Linked DNA regions of Zea mays: region 2 is linked to region 1. A link is a contact called in public Hi-C data. All regions are on one chromosome and are shown on one strand. The core of a region is the stretch at or near the end of the contact, and the rest is flanking DNA. Distances in the headings are between cores, read along the strand shown.

Region 1 (6,407 bases), core at 2,440-4,939:
AAAATGTTTAGAGCTGGAATCATATACCTTGGAGGTTTTGTTTATTAAGAAGCTTGCATTTCAATTGTCTTTATATGAAAAAAAAACTAGTGGCTAGCCTAATTGCATAGTTTTTTCTCCTTTCTAAAGATTAGTTTGAAAACTAAAATTCCCTCCGGAATTCCTGATGATTGAGTGAAAATAAGCTAATTTTCTATTCAATCGCCGAAATCCCGAAGGTGATTTATAGTGTGTTTGGTTTAAGAAATGAGTTAGTCCATCACCTTTTCACTCATCACTTTTTTCGTTTGGTTTGTGGAAAGGAATGAGTTGATCTATCACCATCTCATTTCTCATAATTAGTTAGTTAATACTAATATGAATCATTCTACCAAATTTAAGAAATGGACATATGATGCACCACTTTATTTTGGATGAAGTGAATCCTCAAACCAAACACCCCGTTAAGTTTCCAAGCAAGCACTAAGTTTTCTTTGTCTCTGGAGCTTGCAGGTCGAGCAGAATATTTCCCCCAGTCCTCACGTACACGTCAGGAAAAAAAAACATTAAAGGCTAGTTTGGTAACCTATTTTTTAAATGATTTTTGTTTTTTCAAGAAAAAATAGTTTTTTTTTTTTGAAAAAATGGAAATACTTTGAAAAAAATAAGGTAGTCAATTGTTGCATGAGACCAATGAACCGTACTGTGTAATCAAACTTCTGGTGGGAGAAAAAGGGGGGAAAGGTTACCCTGAAAGGACACCCTCTCCTCTTTTTTGCCATTTTTTATCACTGGGTTCCACCATTTGTTGGTATGGTACATCACTACATCATATGTATGTTTTGTAGTGATATAAACAAGATGCACCTTTTTTTTTCTTTCTTTCTGAAAGCTCTGTGAGCTATGAAACTGATAAAACGCTATGAACCAAGCCCGTAAGCAGAATTGGCCTTGGTAGGTGGAACGTAGCACCTAACAACACACACAATGCAAAGAGCTCCAATTTGACTAGTACGACGGCCGCCGGCACGTCGTCACACATACACAGCAAACCCGCCCACGAATCGACGGCCCAACGCCGCCGGACAGAGGGGTGGGGGGCAAAATTTCGCCGCCGCCGTCGCGTAGCCACATCAGCGAAGTCAAGGCCGGCGAGCTGGATCCATGCAGCAATTGAATGAGGTGCACCGCGTTTTTTTTTCTTCCTTCTACCCGGCCGGACAGAAAACGCCAGCCGAACTCCGCCGGTTGCGGTGACATGATGTACGTGCCGTGCGAGCGCGACGGATCGGAGACTGTTCGGGGGGCTCGGGTAAGTTGGATCTGGTGGTGGCCGTGCGCGTACAGATAGCGTAGTGACAAGGTACATGGCCGGTTCACTACTGACCGGCTTAGTAGACGGAAGCACGCATATATTTAAAATCGTAACGTAACAACCGCATTTGCATATATTTAAAATCGTTAATAAACTTGCAGCCCACAACACCAACGAACGGGGCGCGCTAGCTAAGCCTGCGTCGGTGCACGCGAAGCCTCATCTCATATCATATATGGGCAAATATGAAAAACGCGAGAATCCAGCTCATCCTCCGCACGTGTATTGCGATCCAAGGAAGGCCTTGTTCGGTTATTTCAATTCCATGTGTATTGGTGTGTATTGGGATGGATTGGAATGTATTTTGACTTGCGATGGAATTAAACCGACTCAATACCACCCAATCCACATGGATTAACGGTGAAACGAACAAGCCCGAAAGGAAGATTAGCTCCGGCGGCATTTTTTAAGTTTCGTGCTAGCTCAGCCGGGTCTTTTGAGAAAAAAAATAAATCCGAGGTCAATTAGTATACTAGTAGCAGGTGTGTATTCGTCACGGATTCTCCCTTGGCCCCGCGACCGACAGAACCGGAGGGAAATCCGCGTTATTAGGCGAAAGAAACGTTTCGCTGCTGAACGTGCACGGAAAAAGGACGGAATGGTTGGTGCGTTGCGTTCCATGTGCTCAGACCTCGCAGTCGCAGGCCGGAGCGCCGCCGAGTTCGTCCTTCGTCGGGAAAGTGTGTCGGCCCTTGTGTCCTGTCCTCTGGTTGTTTCCATTTCCCCTGTTTCGGCTTTTGGGTGGCGGGTTTCATTCCGTCGTAACCAACTCCTTGCTTCATCTGCAAGATGCACGAGACGGGCTGCTAGGTGCTACTACTATTGCTGTGGAGTACGGATGTCCATCGTCACCATTTTACTAGGGTGCCAAATAATCGGGAGGAGACAGAAAGGTGGTCGCTTTTGAACGGCAAAGTTGTTCATGAGCGGCAAGGCAAACGAATGATGAATGACGAACATTGAGCAAAGCGAGACGATGTCAGATGGTCCAGGTTTCTTTCCTCCTCCTCTTTTTTTTTCTGGGTCTGAGCAACTCGCCTCTGAAGAATGGGGCCTGTGGCGGTTGTGGGGGCGAAACATGCTTGCTGTCATTCCTTCTGATGGTTGAATAACAACGTGCCTTTTGAGCTGACTGACGACTGACAAACATTCGGGGGTCAGTACTCAGTACCCACGACCCAGCCGGTTGCTGACAATCAGCTCGGACAGAGCAGGCCACAGCAGAAGACCAGACCAGACCGGGCTGGGCTGGGAGCCTGGGAAGGAGAAAAGCGTTCATCGACGCGAGTGCCGTGGGGGTCGGTCAGAAACGATGGCAGGCACCACATCAGTTCAGATCAGACACCAACATCTGGAACCCACCAAAAGAGGGCCTCAACTCAACTACCATAGAAGGTGAACGTCCGACCCCGACGCTAGTGCTTCTGGATTCTACTCCCCGCTCCGGATCCCCACCCAACCGGCCGCCACCTGCCGCTGCTGCCTGCTGCCCACTAGCTCCCCCGCCAGGCCGACACCCTCTCTCACGCTCACCAAACACACAAAAAAAACCTTGAAATTGTTGCTTACATGCAGTAGTGCAGTCACCAGATTAGAGTGACCAACCACTGTCGTTATCTACATACGTCAGAGTTAGTTTAAACTGTATGCCAGGTACAGAGTACTCTGTGCTTAGGGGGTGTTTGGTTTCTAGGGACTAATTTTTAGTCCCTACATTTTATTCCATTTTAGTTCCAAAATTGTCAAATATAGAAACTAAAACTATATTGTAGTTTCTATATTTAACAATTTATAGATTAAAATGGAATAAAATGAATGGACTAAACATTAGTCTCTAGAAACCAAACACCCCCTTAATCTGGTCTATACGTTGGCTTTGTAAAATGGATGGTCCAAGGAGGGATGGCACTGGCAGTGGCAGGGCCGAGCATAACGGAGACAACTCTACAAGTGACGTGGTATCTTCATGCACTACAGGCGTACACTAAAATACAGTAGTAGTACTAGCGAAGCACGGGCACGGGCAAGAGTTCGGAATGGGACTGGCATAGTATAGCACGCCGCTAGTGGCACTGGCGGCGAGGGCGAGACACCACGCGGCGAGCCACGGCTACGAAGAAACTACACCATCCTGCCACGCAGACACACACACACGCACACATATACGCTTGGTTGGGGAAGTGTAATTAGTGCCTCACTTGCTCGCACACGGCACACCTTATGATTGCTGCTGCTCCGGGATGATAAAGGGAAGAAAAAAAGCGTGACACCAACACGACATCCTCTCCCCTCGTCCGCTCCGCTCTAGCCTGCTGCCATCCTGTCCTCTCGTCTCGTCTCCTCGCGGCGCTCCTCCCCTGCTCGCCACCTCCCGCCCTTTTTAAACCACCACCACTACCAAATTCACTTGCCTCCCCAACACCGCTTGGCCGCTTGGCGCTTGCTGCTGCGGCCCGTCGGTCTAGGCGTCTAGCTAAGCTACCTCGTTATTTAGGCGACGCTTGCATAGCCCAGGGCTTTGACACGACGCGACGCCGATTAAGCGACACGAGGCCAGGTCCCGGTCCCGGTAGCTCGAACGAGGAGCTAAGCAGAGGCGCCGTTCTGCTGGTTGGCTTCTGTGATGGGGTCGTCCACGGACCACGGTGGCGCCGGTTGGCGGGGCAAGAAGCAGGGGTCGCAGCTGTGGAAGAAGGCGCTGCTGCATTCCTCCCTCTGCTTCGTCATGGGCTTCTTCACCGGCTTCGCGCCGTCGTCCGTGTCCGACTGGACGTCCGCGGCGGCGGCGGCGGGCAGCAGCAGCAGCAGCAGCCACGTGGTACGGGCGCTGCCGGCGGGCGGGGCCTTGAACCGGAGCCTGCTGGCGCACGGCGCGGGGCCTGGCTACGACCGGGCAGCGTCTCCGCGCCCGCTCCTGGTGGTCGTCACGACGACGGAGTCGACGCCCGTGGCGTCCGGCGAGCGGGCCGCCGCGCTGACGCGGACGGCGCACGCGCTGCGGCTGGTGGCGCCGCCGCTGCTGTGGGTGGTCGTGGAGGCCGCCCCGGACGCGCCGGCCACGGCGCGGCAGCTGCGCGCCACGGGGCTCATGTACCGCCACCTGACGTACAGGGACAACTTCACCGCCGCGGGCGCGGGCAAGGAGCGCCACCACCAGCGCAACGTGGCGCTCGGGCACGTCGAGCACCACCGCCTCGCCGGCGTCGTCCTCTTCGCGGGCCTCGACGACGTGCTGGACCTCCGCCTCTTCGACCAGATCAGGGAGATCAGGTAGGTTAGGTACCACACAGCCATCCATCATCCTTGCTTCGCGTCGGGTCGCGTCGCGTATTGCCGAAGCAAAGCTCGCTGCTTTTTTTCATTGCACGGCAGTCAAACAAAACGAAGGGAAATGGTTAAAGCGAGCGCCGATCTTTCCTGATGCGAGCAAAATATAAGCTAGGCGCACGTCGACGCCAACGCCATCACGCCATGGGCGCTAGCGCACAAAGCACAGTAGCCATCGCTCGCTGCGAGCGGCTTTTGTCAGGCTGTCGTCCCGAGAGCAACAGCTCACGCACAGAGCACAGTAGCCAGCCACCGCCTGCTGACCTCTGCGGGCGGTGAGAATCCGGGGCATGTGCTGTGAGGAGGTCGCCCTGCCGCTCCCGGCGTCCGCCATTCAAGGGTCCTTTCCCTTTTGGCGGCCACTTGGACTCCTTTTCCCGGCGCCTGCGGCCTGCGGCCTGCGGCCTGCGCTGTACTGTACGACTACTCTTCGCACTTCAGATCTCGGCGTACAGACAGAGAGACAGACATCCGTGCTGCCTTTGCCTCTGTTCCTTTGCGTCCTTTTTATTTGTTTTATTTTATTTTATTTTATTTACTGCAAGTGTCGCGGTACAGCCGTGGTCGGGCGACATCACGACGGGTGGCTGGTGTCCGTCCGGTGTGCTCTACCGGTTTGGTCGCCGGTCATGTGGTAGCGTACGAGACGCCCAAAACGTGTCGGCGAGATGATGATTGCCACCCCTCAACTAACGGGGCCGGGAGAGCCTCCGGCGTCGTATCTGATAGGGCGCCCGGAAAAGAAATGGTGGTGGTGACCGCGGACGCCAGAGCGCGGTTGCATTCCATGCCGATTGCCGTTGGATCCACGGCCGTTGCATCGCCGCCTCACAAATAAATCTTCCCGCTCGTGCTCGTGCCAATCCCGGGTTTCCAGTCACGTTTCTTCTGAACTGAACGCGTAAATCCGCCCTTCTTTCAAGTTTGCTTTGCTTCAAAGCCTGCCTTTTGTTGGCGGCAAGCAATCATGCTAACCAGCTTTCGCGATTCAACAACACGCGTGTCCAGTCTGTACTGCGATTTCGCCTACCCGCTGTCTGATAGATATGAACACCACCGCCATCATCACATGGTGTTCTGGTCAGATAGTACGCACGGCTAGCTACACCTGCGACCTGCTCTGTTAATGAATGTCCCAGTGGTATATATTTTGGGGCTGCCTAGCTTAATGTTCAGTGATTAGCGGACCAGCTTTGGCATTTGACTGCATCTTAGAAACGGCAATAACGTGACATATATGGACAGGACACTGCTAGCTGTTACGTATGTTACCGTACACACAGGAGCGCTCCAGACACAAACTACTCACGACACGATCTGTCTCGTGAAACGCTGATCGAGAATCTGACGACCTCTGATCAATAATTCTTTTGCAGCGCGTTCGGTGCGTGGCCGGTGGCGACGATGTGGCGGGACGAGAGGGAGGTCGTCGTGCGGGGCCCCGCGTGCAGCTCGTCCGCGGTCACCGGCTGGTTCTCCCAGGACCTGAGCGACGGCACCGCGGCTGCTGCCTCTACCACCTCCACCGCGAGGGCGAGGCCTTCTGGCGAGGTGGACGTCCACGGCTTCGCCTTCAACAGCTCCGTGCTCTGGGACCCCGAGCGCTGGGGCCGCTACCCGACCTCCGAGCCCGACAAGTCCCAGGTCAGTGTCAGTCGCTCGGCCGATCACTCACCCTTCACGCACCTACTACTTTCGACACGACATGCATGTGATGTACCACCCC
Region 2 (6,855 bases), core at 223-2,722, 180 kb before region 1:
GGAACCATAATGTTAGAGACAGCTTCTAACAACATAATTTTGATACCTAGTTATTAGTGGCATCCTTTCCCATACTAAAAAGTATGAAACAAGCAATAAAGTTACTGATGTGACTTTCCTATCACGTCTTCAAGAGACGAGGAATTAATGAGTACCAACAAGGAAACTGCATCTCAAATATTGATGAACATCAGATTAAACCGCTAAATTGCTTTTGCAGCATAATGCCCACCATTCAAAGATAATATCTATAACTACAATATAATCAAAACATAAACTGGTGTCCATGTCAACACGAAACAATGAACCCACAGACCAGAAAGATGTGTGGACACAAGCCTCAAAAAAATGTCAAAGGAAAATAAAGGTTACGTGAAGAAATAAAATCACGTGTCAGGAATAAATTGTTATCGCTGACTGTGGGAGGTATCTACGGAAACATATCCTGTGCAATCAATCATGATGGTGTAAGCATGTAATCAAGTGATCTGGTTATTCAATCAAAATCCAACAGTGACGATTATTTTACATTTAACCCTTTTCATCTGAAATGGTATCTATTTTATATTTAATCCCTTCCATATGAAAACATTGGATCTAGATTTGATGCTCAGGATGATTTGATTGCATGGATATGTCCCAAACAGATGACAAAAAAACAAACAGATGAGAGTTATCGCTAGTTGGAGTAAACAACCACGATCTCACTGAACGACCTTCACACCAACCCCCTCGGAGATTTCGAAACAAGAACTTAAACCCTGCCTAAACCCCAAAGATAGTGAGAAATGGATGAAAAATCTCACCTCCCTGCCGGGGTGGAAGGGGATCTCAGGCCCACCGGTGACCTCGACGGCCACAACTCCGGCAAGCTGCAAAGAAGAGCAGAGAGAGAAAGGGAGCAAGGGACACGGTCAAAACGCACATCGATTCGGGCAGATCGAATCATCCAACCAGATCGATGCGAGATCAGGGGCCGACCTGGTAGAAATCGGCATAGGAGAGGGTGGGGAACTCCTCCTTGATGGGCTCGAGCAGCCGCACCGCGATGTCCAGCCCCGCGTTGGCGCCGTGAGCCAGTTCCGCCGGGCACTTCATAGTACCGAAGGGACCGCCGGTCCTCGACGACACGTCGAACGTCCCCGCGGAGTGCCACCTGCGCGATTAAACGTGAGCTGCAGATCAGGCAACCGAAAAGGCTCCCCCCCCCCCCCCCCCCCCCCCACAAAGATCTGGAAATGCGCGCGCGGGGGAGGGAAGGCTTACGCGAGGCGGAGCATGAGGGGCGCGCAGCTCTTCTCGGCGATGAGGGCGCGGAGCTTGCGCCTGGCCTTCTCGACGGCCTCGCTGTACTCGGCGCTCACGGTTGGGTAATTCTTCGCCATGGCTGCGAGCAGAGAGAGCTTCGAATCGTAGAATGCGATGCGGTGCGACGCGGCTGAGGGACGACCACAATAGCTGCTGGGTCTGGGTGCCTGCGTCGAATGGCCGCCACGCTCCCCGGCGGTTTATAGGACGGAGGTCCGGAGGATTGATGGGAGAAAGGGAAGCTTCTCGTAGGATGCATTGTGGCCGTTAATCCTAGCGATCGTGCGGCCAGAAAGGATGCACATTTGGACGCGCATGATTGGACCATGAGGCGCGCGGTTGGTGGCCCTGGCCGGCTGACTATTTCTCGAGCAGCGTGCCACCGGCCTGATCCATCCCCACTCACTCCACGTCCACGCCACGCCTCCACGGCAAGGGGCAACAGCAAGCCGGCCATGAATGAAACAGGCCGCCCCCACCCTACAAAAGTGTATTGTTTTTGCGATGTTTACTGGCAAATGGTACACCTTGCCGTGAACGTGGTGATGGGAACGATCTGACGAGGACCAGCAATGGGTACACCAGAGCGCAGGTACAGATTCGTTTCTCCTCCACGTTTAAAAATCAGAAGTTTTGGTCCAAGTTTTCATCCTCTCGTGATCCTTTTTTTCTCACGCACAACTCAGAAGCTCGTTCCCATTTATCTATTTTGTTTTTTTTATCTATTCCAGAAATGGGACGAGCTAGCAACAAATGCTTGCAGCGAGTCTTGAACGAGCATTAGATGAAAAGAAATAAAAGCGTGGCTGCAACTACTACACTACAGAGTACAAACTGCCTTATTCAATTCGTTCATACTGCAGCCGCAACAGCATGAAACTGCAGCCGAACGCCAACACCAAAGTACACGATCACGATCAGCCATTTCGGTAGCCAGTTTTTTTTTTCATTGAAAAGAACATCGTGGTGGTGACCATACATACATCAAGTGACGGGCCCAGAATTTGAATCTAAACGTTAACATATAAAATAGTTTATAATCCGGTACTACATATGTTTAATTTATATCAATTTGGTACATGAGGAAAAAAATAACCAAAATATCTTATAATGCTTTTAAAGCATTAGATTAGGTTGCAAGTTGTATAGATTTATTTATTTAAACCTAGACGCTAAGAAGTAGTTTGTTTTTAGGCTAAATTCTAGAGCAGTCGCAGGCCTAGCCTGATCTGGGGAATCTGACCATTTGGTCCTACAGGTCTTAGAAGGAACTTTATTGGCCCGCCCGAAGACGGGCGTCTGGACGCGAGCTGCAAATTTACATCGTGAAGCATCCGTTCCTAGGGATGGCAATGGGTACCCGAAACCCGAAACCCGATGGGTAAAAACCCTATTAGGGCACGGGTATGGCGGATTTTAATACCCATGGGTATTTTATTGGGTCATTTGTTATGTCCATCGGGTACGGTGGGCGTGGGTATGTTCTCTGTTGCCCCATACCCGCTACCCGGTGGGGAACCCGTTAATATATGATACGTGGGTACCCGGTCCGGATTTATATATCTCATATAAAATGAATGCTATGTTTTGTCCACAGTTTTGTAGAATCAATGCTATGTTTTGTGTGATTTGAAGGCATGATATTGTTATTTAATGTTGAATATTGTTGAACCTGTGATAAAATTATGTTGGGTTCGATACATTTGTTATGCTGGTACTTATTTTTGCGATTCAAATGATAATGTCTATCGTAATGTTAATGGGTATGGGTACCCGATGGATACCCGCTACCCATGGTGGGTATGGGTATGACGTAATTTTGTACCCATGACGGGTAGTGGGTATGGGTATGGGTCAATTTTTTCCTAGTGGGTATGGGTATGGCTTTGTGTGCCCACTGGGTACCTTACCCACTGCCATCCCTATCCGTTCCAGTTTTAGTCAGACAGGGTGACTCGGTGTCGGTGCGACGGTGCCAAAGTCAAAAAGATGGGTTAGACCTGACAGACCAATGTGCAAGTTTATTAGCTCTCTAAACTGCAGATAAGACGTGGAGAACACACGCACGATTGGCCTGTCTTGCATTCCACCTCAGCTATTGCCTCAAACCAGTCCGTCCCCGCCGTTGTAGACTTGTAGAAACAAAAAAAAATCGTAAGAGGAAAACGATAAAAAAAAAGGGGCTCGGAATCAGCCAAAGCCATACTAGTACAGACGATCGTGGGAGGCTGCGACTGCGACTGCGACTGCGAGCAAGAAGCATATTCCGATCCAGCTAACTAGCTCCACCAAGTACACTCACCCCAGTAACCGGCTAACCGCCCCGGACCAGTGGGTCACCACGGGCGGCCATGGGCCAACCGCATCAACTGTACACGAGCTGATTCGCGCGAAACTGATGGTGATGGCGACTTTCATGGACGCTACAGCCGCACGGCGGGACGGCATCGGCGGAAACTGTTGTCTTTTCCTTTCCGGCGATTCCACTTGGTCGTGGATGTGGATCCCATCCATCCCACTGCGCGCGTTTTTACGTGGGCTGCTTTGCGGGATTCGCGACGACGGCTCTCTGTTTGCCGGTTCCACCTCACCAGTCACCACGATCCGCTACCTGGGCTCGCTGATTGTCGGCCTTTTAAAAGGAACGTTACAGGCTACAGTAGTAAGAAACAATGCATCCGCTGGAGGCCCAGCTAGAGCTCCCAAACAGCGGCCGAAACAGATCTGGGCCTGTATTGCGGGCTACTCTGAGAGAACCAAGCCCAAGGCATCCTGAACACGCAGGCAGCCAAGCGTAACCAGAGTACCAGACGATCTCACGTATGCGAATGCGGTGAGCCGGTGACGAAGGGCGGTGATGGCTGACGAGCAAGAGCAACGAGGACAACGAGTGACAGTCCAAAGTCCGCAACCGGAACGAGCAAGCGTGCGTGTGCGTGTGTATCCAGCAGATTACCTTAACGCCCAATCCAGGAGTGCGCGCGTGCTCATGATCGAATATTCTACTTTCTACTGCTGCGGTACTTCTACTTGGAGTTGGAGCCGATCGACCGAGCTGAGCTAGATGCTCGAACACAAGGATTCGCGCCGGGAATTGCTAGGGTCTTGGGTGCCGTTTGGTTCATATATTTGTAACATAATGGTTAAGTGATAACGTTAAATCATGTTTGTTTTAATTTAACCGTAATCAGATATCATACTAAAAATTGATACCGAACTATTTAAACTTGTTACCGTCAGTAATTGAGTGTAAACCATTATCATTACCCTTTCCGTTACATTTTGTAAACCAGACAGCACCTCGGTTCAATGTCAAGACTCCCGCGCACCAAGCCCGTTCGCCCCCCGTTACGTGGTAGAACAGGTCATCGACATGCCGACTACTGTGCAAAAAATTCTGCAGACGGATTAAGTTCTAATACTCCATCTGCCCTATTTTATTGGTCGTCTTAGAAGTGTTTAGGATTGTCTAAATTCATAGAATTGTTTATCTATTTGAATTTGAAGCCCACTTGTGTCCTAATTCAGAGAATAATTTATGTAGGTGATTGAATGCTAGAACGACTAATATAACGGAACAAAGAAAGTACAATATTATGGTATTTAAAAAATGGTAGCATTCTGGACTAGTAGGTCTTCGGTTGAACTTTTTAAAACACTACTTCGAATACTTTATTATAGCCAAAATTGCAGTAATTTTTGGAGTATTGATATTGAAGATTAAAACTTCTTAGATCATCTCCAAGAGAACCTCTAAACATAGTCCTATTTTAAATATAAGACCTAAAACCATAAAATAACCTTCCAACAGTGGCTCTATTTTATAAATTTTCAGCAAACAATTATAGAGCTCGTTCTCTCAGACCATAAATATGGTACCTCATATATTTGAACACTATCCTAATTTCCACTTAAACGATTTTTTCTTAATAACATGATTTATTTTCTAAATAGTATTATTTAAGGTCCAACTGTTAGAGTAAACATTTCTTTTAATATCCTAAACATTCTAAATACGGTCTATTTTAAATTTTTAGAAATCTGTTTTAGAGTTTGTTGTTGGATATATTTATTGTTATCACATATAAGGCTCACAATTACACAACATAAATCCAATCAATTAATCGTGGCTAGAAAATTTTCGTGGCATGCCTCCACGTCAAAGTCTTCTCTTCGTTTCCAGACTACAAACAATATTACACCGTCGTTCCACGAGTTCATTTTTAGAGGTTGTTTGATTGCATAATAAAAGGTATCGCGAATTTAGAAGACTAAGGGCCCGTTTGGCAAAGCTCCAACTCCTGCTTCTTTAGCTCCAGATCCTGATCCTCGTGAGGAGCTGATCCTCCTGATTCTCCTAGAAAATCAGAATCATTTTTAAAACCGTTTGGCAAGTAAATTGATTCTTGTCTTCTAAGAGTTGGTGGTCTGTGGCGATTGTCTGTTTTACCCTTTGCAGTTCAACTTTGTTACAAACCAATAAGTAGGATGCATATACGGAAAAAATATGAAACAATAACATATAAAATATTCCCATCATAGTAGTGCATAAAATGGTCTCAAATGTTTAATCCATAAATTGGCTCGTTATGTTTTTGTCCAATGTCAATTGCGGGTAATTTCGATCAAACTTTAAGGGGAGGTCCATATTTGGTTGGTTGAGGAGCTGTTTTAAGGGAGGGTGGAGCAGGTTTTTTTAGATCCCACCTTTCTTCACAAAAACGACTCCCGATCTTTCGGCTCCACACGAGAATCAATTTAAAAAAATACCCGTTTGGCACGGCTCCTCCAGATCCTCGCTTAGAATCAGGAGCTGGAGCTGTGCCAAACGACCCTTAAAGGAACATTTTCATCGCTCGAATAGGAATAGGGATGGTTGGTTTGAGAAATTATTTTATATAAAATGAGATGACGTATCATGAGTTTATTCCTTAAATTTAGTGAGATGATTTTATTTCTCGTATTAGTATTAACTAACTAATTATGAGAAATAAGTTGATGATAGATTACCTCATTTTATTCCACAAACCAATAAAAATGACGAGTGGGAAGATAATAAACTATCTGAAAGGGAAATAGGGTAAAATCTTTTCCTAAATAATTTTGGTGGTTGAATTGCCCAACACAAATTATTGGACTAACTAGTTTGCTCTAGATTATAAGTTTTACAGATGCCAAAGGTTCAACACAAACCAATAAAAAGTCCAAGAAAGAGTTCAAATAAAAAGAGCAAAAGACAATCAAAGCTCAAACTCCTCAGCTTCGGGAATTCGGGGAGCCTCTCGGACTGTCCGGTGTGCCATGCGGAGCAACGGCTAACAGCGCCAACGGTCGTCTGCAAAAGCAATAGCGAACAGTGAACAGTGCGGACTGCGCGCGCAGAGTTAGAGCAGACGCCAGATGGCGCACCGGACAGTGAACAATGACTGTCCAGTACACCGCCAGACTGTCCGGTGGCCCCACTTGTCAGAGCTCCAACGGTCGAACCCTAACGGTTGGGTGACGTGGCTGGCGCACCGGACAGTGTCCGGTGGCGCACCGGACTGT

What was found. A called contact is a pair of places that touch in the nucleus more often than the background predicts.
Region 2: a Hi-C map of tassel shows a contact between it and region 1, with 2.9 times the contacts expected there. The contact joins the promoter of LOC103639279 here to the promoter of LOC113687178 in region 1. A contact is called at or near these places in 2 of 25 Hi-C or Micro-C datasets (endosperm and tassel).

Annotation. Positions count from the first base shown.
Region 1 is chr9:144,322,097-144,328,503 of Zm-B73-REFERENCE-NAM-5.0, reverse strand. LOC113687178 reads left to right here and starts at 3,689. Exons shown (of 3, transcript NM_001367489.2): 1 at 3,689-4,624; 2 at 6,058-6,325. The coding sequence starts at 3,978.
Region 2 is chr9:144,502,263-144,509,117 of Zm-B73-REFERENCE-NAM-5.0, reverse strand. LOC103639279 (L-ascorbate peroxidase 1, cytosolic) reads right to left here and starts at 1,472. Exons shown (of 9, transcript NM_001370758.1): 1 at 1,267-1,472; 2 at 982-1,156; 3 at 807-872. The coding sequence starts at 1,385.